Linked DNA regions of Gossypium hirsutum: region 1 is linked to region 2. Evidence: chromatin contacts called from public Hi-C data. All regions are on one chromosome and are shown on one strand. Each heading gives the region's core, a stretch centred on a gene start, on an enhancer-like site or on the middle of the called end of the contact. The rest is flanking DNA. Distances are from core to core; before and after follow the strand shown.

Region 1 (6,068 bases), core at 555-3,054, 220 kb before region 2:
CACATCCCGAATACTGAAAAGAACTCTTTTAAAAATAAAAGGAAATATATTCTAAAATTATTTTAGTTTGTGGCACCTTGAGGATTTAAAAGACCAGTTTTAATAAACTAAAAGAAATGTATTTATTTGTTTAAAAATTAACTAATCTGAGACATTCTAAAGATTCCAAAAACATCTTTTAAAAAATAAATGAAATTTATATATTTTAAAATTGCTTAATGATTTTCATGAGGATTAATCTCAAATAAGTAACCACTCGAACAATGAGAACAACACAACTCAATGCACACATACAAGATGCTACGAGAGACACATAGTCTACATAATTACACACACTTAGGATAGGAGAAATGATTTCAAGTCACATATAAAACACGACTATACACATCTAACATATAATTACAAATACATATCAAATACATATGATATGCACCTTCAAACCACACATAATTTAATTACATAATTGCACAGATATATGTAGAAACACATGGATATATCTATACACAGAGATATATGTAAAAACCGAGGTGCCATGAGAGGAACATATGTACATGTAAATACCACGATAAATGGGGTATCAAAGATCCAAAAGTTTTGGGTTGAAAACTTGGAGTGACGAGAGAACTAAACTTCAAAATTTTCGATAGCAAGTCCTACTTCATAATCATGGGTACTGCTTTTATCCTCTTTTTCAGATTTTGCTTGTAGGTGGTGAACTGAGAGGGTTGAGGGATGATGAAAGTTCAAGTAGTGGGTGTTGGAACTTATGGTGAGATTAGAAGTGTAAGAAAGTGAAAGTGATCAAAGTTGTAATGCATGAAGGGCTTTTACCAAAACCCCATCTCTTTCTCTTTTGCTTTCCTCTACTTTAGCTTCTAATGGTCATGCTCCACTTCTCCCAATTCTCTCCTTCCTTGTAGATCTTTCTCAAAGTCTCTTTTCCCCCTAAACTTTTCTTATCTCTTTCGATAATATCTATTTCTTCTCTCTCTTTTAAAATATAATAACTTTTTTTAAGCTAAAAATATAATAATTAAAAATAATATTAGTATAATAATAGTAACTTCAAAATAATAATCCCTTCGAGATCATCTCGGACAAAATATGATTGTTGGCATAACTATTGAGGTTAAATTTTGTTTTTTTCACAGTAATATTAAATGAGTACAGCATTTTCGTATTTTCCCTTAAAATTATGGTTCGACAAATCAAGCTGAAAAGATAAAAAAGAAAATTATGCTTACAGCTTTTGGAAATTAGATTTTAGATGAAACGATTTTATTATTCTCACTTTTTTATTTTAAAATTACATATAAAGTGTACACTTTGATACATGAATTTTAATTTAGTATAATTATACACATAAAACTTTATTTGTGGTTCAAATGTATATATGAAATATTAATTTTGATTTAAGCATACATATTTTAAAAATATAATTATTTGTGTATACAATATATAAATATAAAAAAATGTTATACCAACAATTGTATTAATAGTTTATGAATTTTAAATCAAATTAAAATTTTATATATAAAGTTGCATATTAAATTAAAATTAATATATAATTTTAAAATTTATCCTAATATACTAAATAATTGAAAGTTTTCCAAATTATTGTTTTTTCATACGTTTTAAACATATTATTATCGAGCCAAGCTTTTTCTGACAGTAGCGTTAAACTCGCCTTAAATTAATGTTAGAGTTATTAAACAGAATTACATAAAAAGCCAGGCCCAATGAATTGGACTTTAAAACGGGAAAGGTGATAGTGCCTAGATAATGCGATGGAAATTAACTTATAGGAGTTAGGGTCCATAGGATGAGCCCACTCTAGATTTATCCATTGGGTAGGTCCGCTTGAATTCTTTTTAAAATTTTTAGTTTAGTTCAAATCAGGTTAAAATATAAAGTAAGATCGTAAAATATAGGTGTTTTTGGGTCTGATTCGGGTAGAGCTCAGCCAAAATTTTAGGCTCGTTTACTAAGCCCAAGTTTGAAAATTGAATCTAAAATTTTGTCCATATCCGACTTAGTTAAAAATGTTAAAATTTGAATTCGGCCTGGCTGCCCGTATTAAATTTTTATATAAATTTTTTAAAATATATATAATACATCAAAAATATTAAAAATATTAAAATAAATATTTCCAAAATATTAAAAAAAATTAAAAATATGTATACTTAAATAACATTAAGATAGGTGCAACTTAACAAGCAAACGTCTCTAAAATAGTATCAAAATTAACAATAAAATAATAGTTATACAATATCCAAATAATAATAATATGATAGTAAAATGATAGCAATATAATGATAAAACAATAAGAAAATAGCAACAAAACAGTAAAAAAATTAAAAAAAAAACAATTTTTTTTTAATTTTTACAAATTCAAACTAGACTCAGGCCAAAATTATTTTTCTCGAGATCTAACCCATTTCCTAAACAACTTAACTGTAGAGTTCTAAAATGCAAACCTGCATATGATAATTGTGTGTTAAGAACCCAAAAGCTCTTGCCAACCGTGCGAATCGCGAATTTTAAAGCAAACAAAAGCTTTGTTTTTTTGACATTGTGAAGTCACCCTTGGATTCCTAATCCCAAAACCATAGTTTGCAGATTCCATTGCGTACTTACCTTATCTTTTCATTAACAACTTGCAAAGTACCAGCAGACAATACAGATAGACAGACAACGAGGAAAGAACCAAAAATCTCCCTAGACCAAGATTCTACTTTTTATAGGATTTTTATTTTAAATTAAGGGCATTTTAAAAAGGTCAATTTCTTCTATTAGTCCCTACACTCTATGTAACTCGTGTATTTAGTCTTTATACTTTTATTTGGTAAATTTTAGCGATTGTACTTTTTTAATTTGATCAGTTTTGGTCATTATACTTTAGAGTAGTTGTTAAATCCACTTGGTTAATTTCTATAATTAGTTTCATACTATGCGTAAAATTATAAATTTAGTTAATATTCTCCAACTGGATCATTCTTAGTCCCTATAATTTTTAAACTTCAAATTTTCAACCTTGATGCAAGCAATAGCCATTAAATCCATTAAATGGCTTTTATATGAGTAATATGTAAAAATAACAAGCTAATATGACACTACACATGTGATAATATGCTTGTCACATCAAGTTTTGGAAATAGTAGATTAATTTGATGAATTTAGCAACCACAATTTAATCATGACTAAAATTTTAAAACTATAGGGACTAAAAATGAAATTAAAGTTTAATGATTTAATTAACATGTTACACGTAGTACATGGATGAAAAGTAAATTTTAACCCATTTCTAAAATACATGGCAAATATGATCACATATAGTGTATATATTACAAGTTTTTAGTTGCAACCACAATTCAATGGCAAGATTGAGGTCTTGAGAAAAGCAAGATCTTAGGTTTGAGTCCTACTTATATAGACCATATATGGGCAATTTGTGAGTTGAATTAGTTTATTGACTTGGCTAAATAAGCCTAATGTGCCATTTTTGTTTTTTTAATTGGCATATTAGCCCATTTTTTTCGAAATTTAGGGAAATAGGCCGATTTTGGAGAGAAAGTGTGAAAGCACGAAAGTGCGCCTAGCTCGGCCTTCAATTTTTTAAGGTTAAGGTTTTTGTTAAGAATTAAAGTTTAGGGTTTAAAGTTTTAAAAGTGAAACCGTTAAAGTTTATAAGTAGATTTGAGGGGGCAGGGATGCAATAACGCGTTTCATAACACATATTTTTCATATGTCATGTTGGGATAGGACCATTACCTTAGAAACCCATCTTATAGAAGTTAGGTTTCGGGGTGACAGTACTTCATACAGTCACGGGTTGAAGTCTATATAGAGGTCCCAATTGACGGCCGTGATACAGCCACGGGTTTGAGTATAATTGAGGGCCAGTTAACGTTTGTTATGCGATCACAAGTTCAAGCTTTTTGGATACTTGCAAATAATGCCTTATATATACCATATATAAGATTGAGGTCATAATCATAAGGAAAAACGAAGGGCTTTTTGGTGTAATCAACATAATTTTTTTCTCTATTTCCAAGTAACTGGTATCTTTAACCTTTAATTCTTATCCGAAGGTTGACACCGAGGTGGACATAAGAAGGCTCTTAGGAATGTTTCGGCACAATAAAGGTTAAACTTGGGTCGGCGCGACAATGGTTGTAGTTATTAATATATTGTTTAATAACGGCAACTGTTGTCACCTCGAAAGGAGCATCACCTTTACTACACCGCAATAGCCGATGCCCGCCAAAGAGCCTTCTTGCATCCACGGCGGTGCTGACCTTCGAATAAGAAGGAAGGTTAAAGATAACGGCTACATAGAAATGAAGAAAAAATTACATTGATTATATCGGGAAGCCCCACAGTTTTTCCTTATGATTATGCCTGCAAACTTCTGTATTGAATTTATAAGGCAACATCTCCGAGTAGCTGAAAAGTTTGAGTTGGTGTCCGCATAGCAACCATCAATTGGCTCCCAGGTTATACTCCTATACATGACCTCATAACTATTGCTGAGACCTCTATGTAGACTTTCACTCGTGACCATAGAAAGAAAAATCACCCCGGAACCCAACTTTCATAGGATAAGTTTTTGAGGTAATGGTCTCATCTCGGTAGGATATAAAAAATAGGTATGTTTCAGAGCGATATCACCTCACCGTCGACTCAAGAATACATCAAACAGGAAATTTTATTAGCGACAAAATTTTTTAACACTGAAGTGGGGAGGAAAATCGAGAGAGAAAAATATTATAAAGTGGAGATATGAAGGTCAAGAGAAATTATGGGTTTAAGGATGATGGAGTATGAAGGGAAAGCCCCTTTTTTATAGGTGTGGAGGCGAGTGAGATTGGGAAGAAGAAAACCACGTGGCTGAAAACGTGTCGCAAGAGAGGTGTTTTCATCAAATATCTAAAAGAGGAGCCTTAAATCTTACCCGGGATCAAGGCACTTTTGTCAAGTTTTGAGTGGTGGTAGTAAGAAAGCTCACTTAGCTAGACGAGCTTTCTTACCATTTCCACTAAAAGCTTAACAAAAGTGCCCTTCCTCCGGGAATCTCGGGTATGTTTTGAAACATGTTATGAACACTAAAAACCCTTTGAAGCACGTGTTTGATAAAATTAGTTGATTTTTGAAGCACCCTTTGAAGTACGTGTTTGAAGCACCCAATTTGTAAGCGGCCCTAAGACCAGCAAACTCCTTCTTTAAATATTTGAACACTATTTCAATATGAATGTTCACGTCTAGTTCAGCCCCATTGTCCTCTGCTTCTGCAAAGAATCTCATAAACTTAAGCATATGTTCTTTGACTGGAGTGTCGAGTTTCTGCTGAGAGTTACCAAATTTGTAATAGTGGATTATCAAGCCAGTGCGACTTGGCCTCTGAGAAAATCCTCCAAATTTGTCATGATTTCTTTGGCAGTATGAAAATTCTCGTGTTGTTTTTGCAACACACTACTTATGCTGGCTAACATATAACATCAAGAAATCGAGTTAGAATCTCTCTAGGGATTTCTCGCTTTGGGCTGAGCTTCAAGAGGGCATGTTTCATCAAAAACGAATTTGTGTTTCTTACAATTGAGAACTATTAGCAAGTTCCGTTTCTATTCTCAAAAGTTATCCCCATTCAATTTGTTATTAGTAAAAATGCTAATAAGAGGAGTAGGAGACATATTTGAACTGAAAAGTAAAGATTCACTAATTATTATCTTTGTATTAAGTAAATAATTTCATTCCAGCAACATATCAATAATGTAGTATGATGTATGTGTCTTGCATTAAAACCTTAAAAAAAACATTTTTCCATTACTATGATCATTCTCACACCCATAAATCATGTCACTTTGGGGTCTCATGATTAACTAGCAAGAACATGGATTACATCCAATCAGTTTGTGAATCTTAATTCTCAAGACTCCATACAAACCAATGATCGTTTAATGTTTGACCTTCATCTCTAACTTAAATATCGTTTCTTAGGAAACTATTTAATAAGAGAAGATCTTAAGTGTGTAACCATTGACTTAACACCCATCATGAACAAGCTTTCA
Region 2 (6,724 bases), core at 2,166-4,665:
AATCCAGAACCCATCTCAGGGAAATTCAGCCATGAAGAAACCGACGCCCATTGTCAGGCTCACAAAGTAGTAGCAGATCATCCCGGATGATGGAAACCTGCAAAAAAGAAAGAAAGAAAGAACGACCGTATTCCCTGGAAAAGGGGACCAAGTACTGGAGGAAAAAGCTGCTGGCTACTTGCAAAGGCTGTTCTGAAAAATCTATGTATGGAGGAGTTTGTATGCATTAGTTTAGAAAAGGATATCACACCTCCATAGCTGCTCCGTAAGTAGCTCCACGGCACGGCTGCTGATTGCTTTGCATTGCTGTAGGTTTAACCCCAAGAGGGTCTCACCCAGTTTTCCAAGTGAAGGCAAGCTTTTGTCTGAAACCATAGAGCACCCAGATACCGAAAGGATCTGCAGATTAATCGGATTGAAATGAGCCAGAGCTGCGATTCCAGAATCGGTGATGGTGCACTTGGAGATATCGAGATCAGTTAGCAACTGACAGTTTTTGGCAATTGCAACTAAACTAGCGTCGCTGATCTTGCAACCATTGAGATTCAGCAGTTCTAGAGTCCACCCATGCAAGTTGGAGATCGTTTGAACAACTTTGTCGCTCAAATTCACACAACCGCTGAGATTAACCTTTAATAAACCAGCCTCACAACTCTCGAGCAACAGGAGAACCCCAGCATCTGTTATTCCATGAAGCCCACACAACTCTACATGCTGCAGTTGAGGGCACAACTTCCCCAACGCAAACAAGCTAGCATCGCCGAAACCAGGGCAGTTATGGATGGACAAAGATCTAAGGGATTCACAAGGGGATAGAGGTGGCAATCCCGAGTTTAGGTCCTTAATGCCTAAACAGTTTGCAAAGGAAATAACCTTCAACTTTGCACCACAGTTAATAAGGGAGCAAAAAAACCCAAACTGGGAGATTCTGTGGCACTCCTCCAGTTGCAAGCACTCTAGTGAACCGGCTGCTTTGGCTAAAGACGACAACCCCTTATCAGATAAGAAAGGGCATTTACTGAGGCATAACTGCTTCAAATTCGGGCAACCTTTTCCAACAGCTTCAAGTCCCGAATCTGTCGCTCCACGGCAGGATGTAACTGTGAAAGATTTCAATTTCTGTAGTCCATGACCATTACCCATTACCCAGAAGCCCTTTTCACTCACATTTGGAAGGCTAGTGAGAGAAAGGTCGGTCACTGCCTTGCCATAGTGTCCGATAACAGCAAGAGAGACATCAGTGATGTTCAAGGCCTGGAGCTTGACTTTTGTGAGGGAATATGAGGCTGAAGACAACAGGCTCGCAACTCCTTGATCTCCAACAAGGGGGCAATCTTTGATGGAAACGGACTTTAGATTGGGACAGCTACGTGCTATTGCTTGAAGACCTTCATTTCCAATGTTTGCACAACCCTCGATGGTCAGATCAGTCAAGTTAGGGCAGCCCTTTGCTACAGCAAGCAAAGACTTATCAGTAATTGAGGGACAGTGGCAAAGGTCAAGCTTCTCTAGCTGGTGACACCCGTTGGCAATCTCGCAAAGACCTTCATCTCCAACAGAAGACAAATTCCACAAGGAAAGAACCCTTAAAGAAGGGCACCCGCGGGAAATGGCTCTGAGGCCAACAGTAGTTACTCCATGCCTGGACTTGCTTCCTCGAATGAAAAGTTTCCCCAATCCTCCACGACTAGCTGTTCCGACAGCAATAGATGCAAGTCTAATATCTGTTGCTTTCTTCCCATCCAAACTCCTTGAGAGGTATCCATCACCCTCAACATCCAAATCTACATCCTCAGAAGAAACTCCACCTTTCTTATCGGTATTCTCGTGCTCAAGATCCGAAGCTTGGGGGGTTTTATTATCACTGATTTCATCTCTACGGATGTTGCTTACAAGTGTAAGCCAGCGCTTGGAAACACAAGCACAGGTACTCCTCTCTTGGCCTCCAGGTAACCGTCTGAAGATTTCAAATAAGCATTCATCGGGGAGGACCTCGATTGAAGGCTTCTTTTGCTCAAACTTCCCTCCAGCGAAAACGAATGGGGCACTGATGCGGTACCTCTTGCAAGGAGGGAAATACACATCCTGGTTAGGGTACAAAAAGAGACTTGACTCCTTGAGGTTTGGGTAGATTGACCCCCCAGGGCAAAAATCATCACTTCCTGCAAACCAATACAAAGAACTATGAGATCAACAAAGCAAATTACAAGAAAACCGAGCTAAAATGTTTGAAAGATGTTTATTGATCAAATAGCACTTGTCTAGGGACCTAAGAGCTACATAAGGAGGCTAACAAAGAAACCTAAGAATATTTAACTTTCACACCATACAAGATCCATGAACTAGATGGAGCTTATAACTCAGAAAAATCCATCTCAGATGTAGTCCTGTCCTATGTAACTGAACAAACAACCTACTGCCTAAAAGACAGTCGTCCGAACAGATCCATTCAGAATAGACCTGATCTACAACCAAAACTCCTTTATTGCTTTCAAGTAGAAAGAATCATAAAACCATAAAAGAAATTAAGGTAAGAAACATCCTCAAAGTTCGTCCATAACATCAAAATCTCTTCACATATTTGACAGTTGAGGGCTAAACTAATAAGTGGCATGAAAAAAATGAACAATCAGATTGGTTCCAAAGGCACCTAATCTACAACTAGAATCACCTAAAGGCTGCTAATTTTTTTCCTCCCTTATCTAACTGAATTAACTAATTTACAGCCAAGACTAAAAAATTCCACATTTATCCAGTCAACCAAATACCATGAAACAAAAATCTTTGCTAAAAGGCTATTAAAACCATCCATGATACTTTTACAATAACGATAAAGACGAGTACCCTAAGTTACCTAAGATAACTCAAAAATCTAAAATTTGTTCATATAAAGAAAAAGGGTATCCACATATAAGACAACAGCTGAAAATTTTACAAAAAAAAAAAACAATAACTAGCAAATATGAGGAGCTTACCACTAAAAGCAAAGAGCTTTGACATGAGTACAGCTCAAAAAACCCCGGGAGGTCAAATATGCACTGTTCCACGCCCAAAAACCCTCCAAAGAGAGACCCAAAAAGGAAGAAGGCTAAAACGTCACCGTGTATGGCTTGAAGACACGAATGCATGAGAAAGACTGGAGCTTGAAGATGATGGGAACCCTATTAGATAGGGCAAAAAAAAAGAGTGAAAGAAAGAAACTGTGGAGAATGAGAAATGAAAGATGAGAGGTAAAGGAAAAAAGGGGTTGTTTTTATGATGAGAGGAGAGAGGTTTGGGTATGTGATAATACACTGGAAAGATACCCACATGCAATGTATTTGAGCAAAAATGTCGTTTTTTTTTTTTTCCCCTTCAATACTCTCTATCTTCTCCCCCACCACCATTTTCAATACCACTTACCACTTTTGCTTTTGTTGGTTTTTTATAATTGGCCTATTTGTTGTTATACTCCCTTTATTATCTTAAAATTGAGTCTATTTTAATTGGTCCCTTTATTTTACAAGAATTAAGAAGTTAGTCCTCCTACTTTAATTGGTTAAGGTATTTCCCTTTTGCTTTACGAAAATTAACAAGTTAATTTAATTGGATAACACTGTTAAATATTTTTTATATAAAATAACAATTCAACTATTCATACGCACCACATCAGTAAAAATAATAATTAAACAATTTATATGAAACGAATTAATAAAATTCACCAATTCAAATCCATGTATGACCGATAATTAAACTAACTTCTTGACTTTCGAACTAAATTTTGACAAATAAAATAGAGGGAGTAATTTCTGGATTTTATACTACCATTGATCTTTCTGATCATAGTGAAATTTCAATTATAATCTTACTGTTTTTTTTTTTTGTTCTCCGATCATAAATTGTCAATTTGAAATATAGATGTCTTTTTTTCCTCTCATAAATCCATGAAAAGTTACAAATATGTGAAGCAATTCCATATATGATAGGTATTTTTCCTTATATGATCTATGTTAAGCTTCGGTTTTGTAGGTAGAAACTAAATAACTTATGATATAAATTAAATCATTGTTAAAAATATGATAATTTAAAGTATCAAAATTTATATAAAATAAATTATTGATATTATAATTTTGCCTAAAATATAGGGTTAATATATACTATTTGGTACATGAGTTTGTCTTTAATATTTAATTTGGTACTTGAGTTTTTTCTCCAATTTGATACTTAAGTTTGGCTTCAATATTCGGTACCTAAATTTTTTAATTTGTTGTAATTGAGTACTTGAGTTTGACTTTGATGTTCAATTTGGTACCTAACCTTTTTTTTCCCAATTAAGTACCTATGCATTTTTACTAAAGCACTCGAGTTAAACATTCATTGGATTATATGATGTTGTTTGGTATGGATACCAAATTGAACATTGAAACTAAGCTAAGGTGGCAAATGATATATTAATCCTAAAATATACAATATAAAAACAACCCAAATATATAAAAGGCTAAAATATGCTTTGAGTCCCTATAATCTTCCTACATTTTAAATTTAGTCCCTCAACTTTTTATTATGTCTAGGGATTTAACCCCTCTTCTTTTCAAATTTCAAATTCAAGCCCAATTATTAATACTATTAAAATTCTTTTGTTGAATTTGTTATCGTGACATTTTTAATTTTTAAAAAGAAAAAAGAAACTCATTTGGTAGCCATGTGACAAGAAAATAATGTTGTAATGAACTTAAATTTAATAAAGGAATTGTAATAGTGCTAACAATTGAACTTACTTTTTAATTAGAAAAATAGAGAGATTAAATTTTTTAAATAAAAATAAACCAACTAAAATTCTATAAAAAAATTAAAGCATATTTTATTGTATTAAAATTTATAAAATTTTGTTTTTAGATGAGAAATAAATCCTCTACGTTTAGACCTAGGTGATTACAAATAGGAGAAATATTTTAGGGTAAATTATAAAAATAGTCACTTTCATTTACTTCAGATTACATTTTAGTCACTTATGTTTGAAATGTTACATTTTAGTCACTTACGTTATTGTTTTATTACGAAGTGGTCACTGTACTGTTAAACTTCGTTACCTCTCTAACGGCAGTCCTACGTGGCAGTCCAAATTGGTTTTAAATGCTAACTTGGATGTCCAGTTGCTGGAATGAAAATAGGTTTTTAATTAAATAAATTTAATTTAGACTACCACGTAGGACATCTAAGTTGGAATTTAAAACTCATTTGGACTGTCACGTAGGACCGTCGTTAGGGAGGTAACGGAGCTTAATGGTAGAGACCACTTTGTAATAAAACGATAACGTAAGTGATTAAAACGTAACATTTCAAACATAAGTGACTAAAATGTAATCTGAAACAAACAAAAATGACAATTTTGTAGTTTATCTAATATTTTATTATTAGGCATAAATCATTAATTATATAGTACTTTTATAAAGGATTCGTCCCAATTCATAGAACTGACTTAATTAAGTAACGTTATCCAACCTTAATTAAGCAACGTTATGAGTTAAAGCTTTTTTCCTTTCATGCCTTGTTTTATAAAGCTATACAGCTGTGGGAAATTTTATAGAAGGGGGGGAAAGGTAAGAAATAAATAATAACATTGTTACACCTTAAAATGGAAATTTAGCATTTTATTTGAGACAAGAAAGGAAGAGCATGCAAAACTCATTACCAAAAAGTCAAAAAAAACATGTTTTCAAACGTGTCAAATTGTTGGGCTGTTATACGTTATCTTGCGCAATTTAGGAATATGAATATACGTTGATCGAACATGCATGATTAAGATAAGAAAGCATTGAAATTTATTGCATGTTAAAAGGATAAATATAAATATTCTTGAGGCTTAGGTTTATCCAAATTCTATATTCCAATTTAATTCTTGATAATAAAAATTAATTCACTTCAATCTAAAATTAGTATAAATCAAATAATATAAATAATTTGACCCAACCAAACTCTCATTTTAAAAATCATATTTAAATTATACAATAATCAGCCCAACTGATAAGGTGTTCCAATGAAAATTAAGAGAGGAAGAGGGGAAAGTTTCCTCATTTGGTCCTACCTACCTAATTAATTAAGTTTTTGTTTAGAGTAATTTGGTGGGGGCAGCAATGTGACTTTTGATCAGTGTTATTCAAGGCAATTTAGATACATCCATCACCCACACAATTCTTTTTGGTTCATTTCACATCCATTAATATTAATTACGAATCCATATTATAATTTATTAATTAAATTGTTAAAAACTCTCTCTAAATTTAAAATTTAGTCCTTTTATTTTTTCAAAATTCTGGTTCAATTGTAAATTCCTGTTATAATCAACGTCAATAATGGCAGTACGAATGATCGCAAAGAAATAAGAAAAAAAAAATAAGAACACGCTGATTTTACGTGAAAAGCTCTTATCGGGAAAAAGCACGGGCAGAGGAGGATAAATTCACTATGTTGAAACACATACACTACAAGTGGAGTTAGACCACATCTATTTAAGCGTTAAACAATCCTGTTATAATCAATGTCTGATAGAAGAAGTATAGTGCCTCTCTATTTTATTTTTTTAACAAGTGACGGGATTCGGGTCACACAACTCTAATAATACTGTCAAAATTCTTTTGTTAAATTCAAGTTATTACTATATCGTTTTTGTTGCATAGCTATCAAGTGAGTTTTTTTTTCTATTTTAAAATGTTACCCTAGTGAATTTAACAAAACAATTTTAATG

The links. A called contact is a pair of places that touch in the nucleus more often than the background predicts.
Region 1: a Hi-C map of leaf shows a contact between it and region 2, with 2.3 times the contacts expected there. The contact joins the enhancer-like site here to the promoter of LOC107901610 in region 2. A contact is called at or near these places in 6 of 34 Hi-C or Micro-C datasets (callus, leaf and seedling).

The regions. Positions count from the first base shown.
Region 1 is chrD06:23,492,792-23,498,859 of Gossypium_hirsutum_v2.1, reverse strand. No RefSeq gene overlaps it. Among protein-coding and RNA genes, the nearest start is that of LOC107900352, 11 kb to the right of the region's middle. Within about 2 kb of position 1,804, at least 3 of the 9 cell types and tissues checked have an H3K27ac peak or open chromatin away from gene starts, as enhancers often do. A contact at or near this core is called in leaf, where this site is marked.
Region 2 is chrD06:23,278,518-23,285,241 of Gossypium_hirsutum_v2.1, reverse strand. It overlaps LOC107901610 (EIN3-binding F-box protein 1), which reads right to left and starts at 3,415. Exons shown (of 2, transcript XM_016827681.2): 1 at 2,976-3,415; 2 at 1-2,162. The coding sequence starts at 3,000. The coding sequence ends at 232.